Regions from separate parts of the Triticum aestivum genome. Here region 2 is linked to region 1. A link is a contact called in public Hi-C data. All regions are on one chromosome and are shown on one strand. The core of a region is the stretch at or near the end of the contact, and the rest is flanking DNA. Distances in the headings are between cores, read along the strand shown.

Region 1 (4,828 bases), core at 1,024-3,523:
TGATTTCTTTCAATAGGTGGAAAATATAGGAAATATTGGTTATTATCAAGGAAAGGTAAAAATTTAGGAAAGTTAGGATTTTTGAACTGATTTCTATGCAAATGGGGTTTTATTGTTTGGTAACGTGATATCAGTACCTGCCCGTTTGTGACGTGTCTGATTAGGACAGTTTACAAATGTTAAGAAACTATTTATTGGGAGGAAAGTTGTGACGTGTCTGTTATTTGTTTCCTAAAACAAAATTCACTAATAAGAGAAATCGATTTATTTAGATAAGTTAGAAAAGTTAGATTAAAATGTATTATTTGTTTCCTGAAAATCTGTTATTTGTTTCCTAAGACAAATTGAACCAATAAAAGGAATCGATTGATTTGCATAATTTAAGGAAGTTAGATTAAAATATATTATTTGTTTCCTGAAAATCTGTTATTTGTTTCCTAAGACAAATTGAACCAATAAAAGGAATTGATTGATTTGCATAATTTAAGGAAGTTAGATCCGTGATTTGTTATACGTTAGGAAAGTTCTGGTTGTAATAAAGAGTGGAGAGAAAAATAAACCGATGGATCAGGGTGGGAGGGGGTAGTGGGAGGAGAGAAAAAAACCAGTGAAAATAAACCGTGGACCAGGGTGGGAGGGGGTGGTGGGAGGAGAGACGAAAAAACCCAGCGAAAATAAACCGCGGAGACGATTCACCAACTCGTCCATTAGAAGTAGAGATAAGTGATGGCTATTTATGACATGACAACATCATATAGCCAGTAGCTGACTATACTATTAACCATGTTCTATGAAAATTAATAATGTGTACTATTATGTAGTAACACTTATTGTTAACTTTGTTAGTTTCCTAAAAAAATGTTGTAGTACTCTAAGAGTTTCTATGACATTGTCATGTTCCAACTGGCTTAATCAATATGTAAAACAAATGACTATTAAAGTGTGCACGGTGGAATGAGGGCGTCCAGAGTATTGTTTCTCACAATAACTAAATGTCAGTAGTCTGAAAATTCAATTTGGGTTAGTCGATTTTTGCTAGAAGAAAACATGTGCATGAGGAAAGGAAGAAGCAGTCGCTGGCTCGCCAGAAAAGTTTCCCCATGATCTATCGTTAGCCGGAGGGGTGGAGGTGGCAGCACGACAGTGGTGCAAGTTCGTCGGACAAAAAAAGGTCAACACCGAGGTTAGAGGGATGGTCGGGGGCAGCAACACGACAGTGGGTCACGGTTGAGGGGAGGGCGGAGCGGCGATCAGCGGCAGTCAGAGGAAGAGGATAACAGTGCATTGGCATAGGATAGAAGATTTTTTTTTTGAAACTGAGACCGTAGAACAATAGTTCTACGGTAATTTCATAACGTTAAGAAAATATATACAAAGTCATACAAAACAATTACAACTTCATCTCACTCCTGCTCTAGGGAAAGAACGCATAGGATAGAAGATGATCCGGGATCCATTGAATCCTGATCAACAATTCAGTTAGAGTCGACTTGTCACAAAACTGTTTTCAGTCGACTGTCAGTTAGCCACGCCCATCGTTTTTACCTCTTGTTCGTTTGATGAACCAGGTGCTTCAAGCTTTGATGTGGTTGAGCGAATGGAACGCTTCATATTATCTAGAATTACACTACAATCACGTGACCCAAAAAATGATACGTATAAATTATTTATTCGGGTAGAGCCGGCTGCGGTGTGCAGAACGTCTCACAGCGCTTTACAAAGACAGACAAGTTCAAAACAAGCGTCTGCGTTGTTACAGATAAAACGTGTCCTTACTGTTCCTGTACCGTAACAGTACACATCCGAGAGGCGAACCAACATGTGGTTGAGATGGTTAGGTGGACAATGATATTCTCAATCCACCAGGGTTTAAATCCCGGTGCTCGCATTGTTTCTAAATTTATTTCAGGATTTTCGGTGATGCGCTTTCAGTGAGAGGAGACGTTCCCGTCGACGACGAGGTGCTTACAGTAACTTCGTAAATCTCAAGATGATATGTCGGCCCAGTCTTTCAAAAAATGCTCATAAAAATAGGGTGTGCGTGTGCGTTTGTAAAGGTAAGTGTATGCGCGTGTATATAAGCGCTTGTGTATGTACTGATGCTAAATAAACCGGATACACCCGAGGCTGTTTTCCGTTTCGGGGTTAAGCCGAGCCTGAATTTAATCGTGGAGACGACCGAGCCGACCGAGCCGAACGGTTGGAGCCGGGGCTGGAGGCCAGGCGGGCCGTGTTGGAGGAGACGTGGAGACGGGACCCACCACGTGGCTGCATCAAACACTCCCGCTGTGCGCGCGGGCCCGGTAGACCTTTCCGTGGCACGGCCTGGGTCCACCTTCGTGGCCCAGGATCCTCTGCGGCTTTAAGGATCTGCCTGTGCCGACATGCAAGGGTACGTATCTACGCAGGTGCAGCCACCTGCCGTCAGTAGGTAGCTTAATCTGGTCCGTTTGTTTGATGATTAGTGTACCGCATTAATGCAATCTGTTTGTGAATCTCTCGTATTCGAAACACAGCATCAGTCGAATACAATGTCTTTTAACCACTCGTAATAATTTCTAAAAAGGAATCATGTCATCAAGTATAGTAAGTAGGTAAGGTATAGCATCAACGTCTGAACGTGACATGCATGCATGAGTTTCCAGTAGTGTTTTCTCGTGGAGGGTCGTCATAATAACACCATATATATCCGGCCTTTGCGTGATCGCGTTCCTACAGACGCATAGCCAGCAGCTCCTGGGCGTGTGAGAGGCCGCTTATTACAAGGATCGACGATTAATACATACGGTCTAATCCCAAATCCTGCGTGCCAGCTAGACCTTAGCAGCAGCAGCTATCTAACCAATTATTAGTAATCAATCGGCAGTAGCGTACGTTGAGCAGCAGCTGTGGCCGGTACGTACGTACACGACGGCTGACGGGTCAGTCGAGCCTCGAGCGACGACGGTGCTTGTTTGGTCATCTGCGGGGAGACGACAAGGCCAGGCCAGCCCGTCCCTGCCTGTTAGTACTCCCTCCGTTCCAAAATAGATGACCCAACTTCGTACTAACTTTGTACTAAAGTTAGTATAAAGTTGAGTCATCTATTTTGGAACAGAGGGAGTATTAGCTAATAATAAGAAGCATTTAGAATTGGGAGGCGTTTGAATGCCGTACTTAATCTCACGGTCGATCGGTCGTTTCGACGCAGCATGCACCGGTCGCTGTCTTGACAGGCCGTCCAGCGCTGTTGGCGCTATGGAGGCTTCAGCCGTGCTCCTGTACGTCCTCTCCGCCTCCGGGGCGTACGTACCCCGCCGCTTAGATGTGCACTGATCTTCATCTTCTTGTTGTATACTCTTATTTTACCTACTAGTTTATTTCTCTTCTGTTGGTACAAGAAAGCTGAACTAGTACGTGCTTGGCCGTCGAGCCTCCACGACTCCACGTGAATGGATTGAATGGATGGCCCTGGCAATGGGGACACACATGATAACTCCGTGCATGGGTTGCTATGATCGATGGGACCGGCCGTGTCTTCAAGTTTTCCCATTGCTCATGATTTTTGTCGATTTAACTCCATCAAGTTGACACAAAAGCTTTTGTTTTCCCACGACTCATGTTTTTTGTTGAATTTAACTCCACCAAGCTGTCCACTTCAGCGTCCCTAGTGATATTGTTGATCTGCCATGCCCGTGGTGAGCGCTTGGCCTTGGTCCGGCATGTGTTATCTGCCATGCCCGTGCACATCTTACTCGTCATGACTCTCTCTCTTCCAATCCTCAAGAAGGTCAACAGAATCATCCGGAATTTCCTTTGGCATGGACACAAAGACGCGCGTGCGGGTTCTTGTCTTGTCAGTTGGGCGCGAGTCTGCCATCCCATCGAGCTTGGAGGGCTTGGCATTCGGGACTTACACCGCACTGGTATTTCTCTCCGCGTACGGTGGCTCTGGCTGCAGGCCACGGATCACAGTCGCCCTTGGTCTCACCTCCAGCTTCCTCATGATGCCGAGGTCGCCCAGTTTTTCCGTGCGTCCACTTCTTGGATCGTGGGTAATGGGACTTCTTGCCGCTTCTGGACCGATCCGTAGCTTGAGGGCAACTCCATCTCGACCCTTGCTCCCGCCCTGGTGGCCCTTGTCCCGCCCAGGAGGCGGCGCACCCGCACGGTCGCCACGACGCTTATTGATCGCTCGTGGATCTCTGACATCCAGGGATCGCTTGGTCCTGCGGCCACCCTTGAATATGTTGACATTTGGCGCAACGTTCAGCACGTGGTTCTCTCGTCCCAGCCTGATACCCTTCGTTGGAAATGGACCGAGAATGGCGTGTACTCGGCATCCTCCTGCTATGCTGCTCTATTCAACGGCTCCACAACACCCGAGCACTGGCGTCTGATTTGGAAGTCTGGCGCGCCCCTTTCGGTGAAGTTTTTCATATACCTAGCCTCCTTAAACCGCTGCTGGACTGCCGACCGGCTTGCTTGGCGTGGTCTACAGCACGAGCCGACATGCGTCTTCTGCCTCCAGGAGCCAGAGACTTTGCATCATATCTTGGTGGGATGCGTTTTTGCTCGGTCTGTCCTCCACGAGATCCTCGGCTAGTGCTCCCCCTCCACCCTCCCGCCCGATGGATCTTCCGGCTTCTTCGATTGGCTCTCCGTGGCCCTCCTCAGGTTACCTGCTACCACTCGCCGCGGCCTCACTACCTTGGCTGGCCTTGTGGCCTGGACGCTTTGGCGCCACCGGAATGCGGTTATCTTTGACAAGATCGCCCCGTCTACCCTGACCGTGATCACCACTATTCAAGACGACGCACGCTCCTGGGCCATCGCCAGAGCCAAAGGA
Region 2 (4,977 bases), core at 2,234-4,733, 440 kb before region 1:
TCGGCTCGCCCTGAAAGGTAGATAGATGGATACGAACAGACCACCAGGCACGTACACATGCGCAACCCAGCAGAAATTCACCAATTATTTTTATTTCTATTTATACTCCAACGATAAGTGTATGACTAAACTAAAACTGACAATAATACAACTGTAAAATGATCTGCATATCTCATTGAAGCTACCATGGTTTTTTTAGTTCGGTACTGTGGCCCAATAAGCTTATCCAGATATTGTAGCAACAGAAACTCCTCACGTTCTCCTGAAAGAGAAACATGCACTAAAGTTTGAGTCAGCAATGCATCTTTTTCAAGAATGCGCAACGCAATTGCTACTGAACCATACAAGCTATCACAATGGAAACTAATCTAAAGCCACTCTTATGCTAAGAATGAAACTGAGGCACAACAGGAACTAGAAACCATTTTTGTTACGAATCTCTACACTTAAAACATATGCAAGGTTTCCTCTCCCGTCGCAGAGTGTGTTTCGCTCTGTTTTGTCCATCCCCTTCGTCTGCACTCTTCCACGTTTGACCTCCCTCCCAAGTCCGGTTTTCCACTTTCCTTTATGTTTGCCCCTATAATCGCGCCACAAACCCTATCTCCTTCCCTGCTTCGCACGCCCACCCACCCTCTCTCGCCTGAACGTTGCCGCCTACCTCACGCGCCTGGGAGTCGCCGCCCCATGCATCGTGCAAGATGCCAGCGCTCTCGTCTGCCTCCACTAGCGCACGCCGATCTGTGACGCCCACGGCAGCCGCTCACGCTTTGTGCCCAGCTGCGGCAACCGCCGCGCCCCGCTGCCACCTGACAGCGCTCACGTAAAAGGTTGCCCTACACCGGCCGACATTCTCCAGATCCTCTCTGTCTAGGTGCAGTCATTGCTGATTTTTTAGATTATATTCTCTTTGGAATAGTTGATTGACATACTAATACTCTCATGGAGTGCATGCAGAATTGTTAGTTGTGGGTATGGGGAGATGTGGTTGCTCGTGTGCGAGAAATTGGCACTAATGAGTTGTCTGCTGTTGCGCACATTGCTTTTTGTTGATTCCTGCGAGATGCCCGGCCCATTCAGTTTTTGGAGTTTGCCCCCATCTAGATGGCATTGCATGTAAGATCAGAATGAGCATGCACCCTTGCGGATACTATGTTTATTCATGTATACTTACTGCTTTTTTTTAGCATATGTACTTTGACATGGTTTGCCTGCAGTCCTGCACTATAAGAGGATCAGTTGATTATTACTCCCATGGTTAGGCGATCAATGCCATCATGTTGATTGGAGATGACTGATATCACTTGGATTAAGAAATAACATAGCAGCATGATCTGGCAGAGGTTGGCACTGAAACTTGTATATGTTTTATTGTATAAATTGCTTTTGATTGAATGCTATAATCGAATTGCTGTCCATTTTCTCATGGCACAGATTATGGAGTTTGAGATATCTGCTCTAAATAAAATTGTGCGCATTCATAGTGTTTGCCCAAGGGCCTCCATGTTAACCTGCGTAACATGCACATGCTTGGCATTGAGTTTGAGATATCTGTTGAAGTTCAAATTGGCATGCTTGTTATGCTAGACCACACCTATGACTGTCAAAGGAGGCTCACTTGGAACTGATTGTCGCTAAAGAGAGCATGAAGGTGTTCTTTTTTAATTGAACTATGGGTAACTTAGGTGCATTTAACTGTTGGAAAAAGCATAGCCATTTGAAAATACGGGAGTCCTTTGTGAAGAAAAATTGCTCAGTGATGGTCATGTTGATTTTGTGTTCTTGTTAGAAGAGGGCCCCGTGAAAGGGCTCATTGCCGCATCAGTCAGGTCGGCAGCCTAGACGGCATGGTGGCGGACAAGTGTCAGCACCACGGTGGGGGTACAACCCACGTCAAGGCGGTAGTCTGCCCGGTGATAGCGGTATGTGTGAGATCAGCTGAGCCGGGTGCAAGCTCCATTGCACCGCGCGAGCCAGCAGCGCCGTCGCCATGTTCCGGCTCGACAAGCACAGGAGCTCAGAGGAGGCCGTCGTGGAGCTGTTGTCACCTCGGCAGACAACAAAGCCCACGCAGAATGACAATGGCGAGGCGACCTGGTAGTGTGGAGGAGCAGGACCATGGGGAGGTCTCGATTTTAAGTAGTGGATGGAGATCTTGGTTGCTAGCATACACAAGGTTTAAAGGATCGATTAATAAAATAAGTATTTGAGTACTATGTATTTTTTCTAGGAAATTGACACTTCGGCTTATCAATCCAGTACTATTTTCTTCATCTTACTAGCTTGAGATTGTTTCAAAGGAAGTATTGACTATCTAAATGGCTAAGAAGTCATGTGATCATAATACATTACTACTTTCTTCATGTTATATGCTTACATGGGAGAATGAATTGGTTAAAGAGGACAACAAATACCATTTTAATTTGAAGTGGTACAGTCTTGCGGAAAAACTTTTTAACAGAACTTTGAGATTTACATGTATCCGACTTATGCACATAATGGCCACACACTATGGAGGAACTTTTTAATTGATGAAATGACGTATGACAGGAACTCCTGGTGATTTATGATTCATGTAAGCCTTAGGAATATTTTAGCCGCATCATAGGAAAAATAATTTGAAAGAGAGAGTTGTGGTGAATTCAGCTATCATGATGTTAACTTGCTTCCTTTAATTGAAACTTGGCTATCATGGTGTTTACTGTCCTTCGTTCGTGCTTGCTTTGACATTGCTATGCAAAATTGATGCTTATGTATCTTAATGTGGATCATGTTTGTAAGATCAAGTGTATTGTCTGGTGACCTCGAAACACCATGGCTTTTATGGTACTCTTGTTGCATTGAAAATTGTTGACTCTAGTAGCAACGCACAGGCAATTACCTAGTAGAAAAACTGGGGAAAGATTCTACCTTGGCCTCCGCAAGAAGCATGACTAGCTCATCCGGATCCTCCCTTCTTATGCTCCTCTCGTCGATGTCCGCGGTCTGAAACCAAGAAACCCAATCCACTCAAGGAATAGCTTCAATTCTTTCTAAAGGAAACTATAACTGACAGCCCAACCCACCATGACTTGGAACTCGAACCCCATCTCGTTGAGGATGTTCTTCCTGGCCACTGACGAAGACCCCAGGATCAACTGCGACAAATTCACTCAACACATGTCACGCACTGAGACTAGCGGTGAGCCAAACGAAGGGGCTTGTTAACCGTGAGGCGAACCTTGAATGGCTGGGGGTTCGCGGTGGGGGAGGAGGATGTGGTCATTGGGGTCACGCCGGAGAGAAGGCGGGCTTCAGAGTGGCGGCGCGGAGGGGAGAGGAGGCGCTGCGGGTGGGTTCCGAGAAGATGCGGCGGCCGCTGTTGAGGACGGGGTGCGGCGGTCGCATATGGCGCCACCGGGCATAGGAGATTGCAGGGACGGTGGGAAGATTGCATTTTTCCTCCAGTCAGTAATAAATTCAACGTGGAAGAAAGAAATTTTGTACGCGACATTTTGCATCTGTCGCATATGTAAGAAGTCCTATATATAGTAATCCCTCCGTCCGGAATTTCTTGTCACGGAAATAGATGTATCTAGACGTAGTTTAGTTATAAATACATCCACTTTTATTCATTTTCGCCACATGTAATTTGGGAGTATGACCTAAAACTGGGTATGTCTCTAAAATGAGCCAAAACATCCCCTACTCAGATTAGAGCATCTCTGGCCGAATGCATAAATTTTCGTCCCTTATACGCATTCTCAAATTTCAAGCGGTTCCTCTCCGACTCCTAAAAGCATCTTTAATAGAAGCACCGGCGAGGAAGAAGGCTTCCACAGTCAAACCACGTGGTGGCGGCTCGAAGCGGCCGCTGCACGACCCTGTCGTGGCTTCATCCCGGCCGGAGAAGACGAAGGCGGCCGCGGCTGCTGATGTTTCTTCGTTGTCATCGTCGTCTGCGGCTGTGTGTTGTTGTTGCTGCTGGCGCACCTCCTCCCCTTCCCCCCTGTCCCGTCGCCGACGTGGTGGCATCGTCTCCAACTTTTTTGATGAAATGCCGCAAAGGTATTAAATATTCTTCTTCTTCTTCATTGTTCTTTTGTCGTATTGATATCAATAGAATGTGAGATTGTGTGTGCATGCATTTGTAATCTTGATGATGATACATTTATGCACTTGACAAATGTTGTGAATGAAGATTTTGTTTTTCAAGTTTTTTCATCCCAAAAATATGATATGCCATATGATGATGAGAATCTTGACAGACGAGATGTATGGCTTGGAAGCGAGTCTCTCTTGATGCCTCCGTCGGAATTGACTAATTGGCTAGCACATGTTAAAAGCGCATCAAAGAATTATTGATGAACGGAACACAAGTGGCCATTATCGACCATTGGATTCTATTCGGCATCGACGGTCCACTATAAACGTCGAATGTCAAAAATGTGGGGGTTGCTTGGTCAATGCCGATCGCATGAACCCAAGTGGTTGCAATGAAACGGACATGGTAATTGCTTGCTACATTCAAATGCTTTCTCTAAGTATGCATATGTTCCTAATTAACCGAGTTTCTTTATTGTTTATGTAGCTCATGCTTGCTCAAGGTTTCTTCCAAGAAAGAGCGAAGAACGGGAATAAGAATAAGAATAAAAGAAAATCGTTCACTTTCCAACTTTCTTACGAAGAGCTCGAGCATGAGGAGAAGTGGAAGGATCATGAAGCTTTTGAAGTTCCTAGGAGGAAGAGCTTGGTTGTTGATCGTGATGATGACGGTGTTGGTGGTGAGGAGGGGAGGATGAGCCCCACTCCTCACTCGATTCCTCCTCCCCCTCCTCACTCGGTTGCCAAGCATATAGGCCCGATGGAAGGAGAAAAGGGGGTCAAAGGCTGGAGACAATGATCTTAAAGAAGGATTTGAAGCCATTGTCATTGCGAGAAAAGAGTATGCTGAATAAAAAAGAGTCTTGAAATTGAAAGAAATGGAGGAGATGGCGA

Evidence for each region. Hi-C and Micro-C count contacts between places; a contact is called where the count stands out from the background.
Region 2: a contact with region 1 is called in a Hi-C map of leaf, with 5 times the contacts expected there. The contact joins the promoter of LOC123122942 here to the enhancer-like site in region 1. A contact is called at or near these places in 3 of 5 Hi-C or Micro-C datasets (all in leaf).

What each region holds. Positions count from the first base shown.
Region 1 is chr1B:340,668,461-340,673,288 of IWGSC CS RefSeq v2.1, reverse strand. No RefSeq gene overlaps it. Among protein-coding and RNA genes, the nearest start is that of LOC123091165, 92 kb to the left of the region's middle. Within about 2 kb of position 2,273, at least 6 of the 8 cell types and tissues checked have an H3K27ac peak or open chromatin away from gene starts, as enhancers often do. A contact at or near this core is called in leaf, where this site is marked.
Region 2 is chr1B:341,111,737-341,116,713 of IWGSC CS RefSeq v2.1, reverse strand. LOC123122942 (7-methyl-GTP pyrophosphatase) reads right to left here and starts at 3,483. Exons shown (of 11, transcript XR_006460436.1): 1 at 3,221-3,483; 2 at 3,066-3,137; 3 at 2,911-2,985.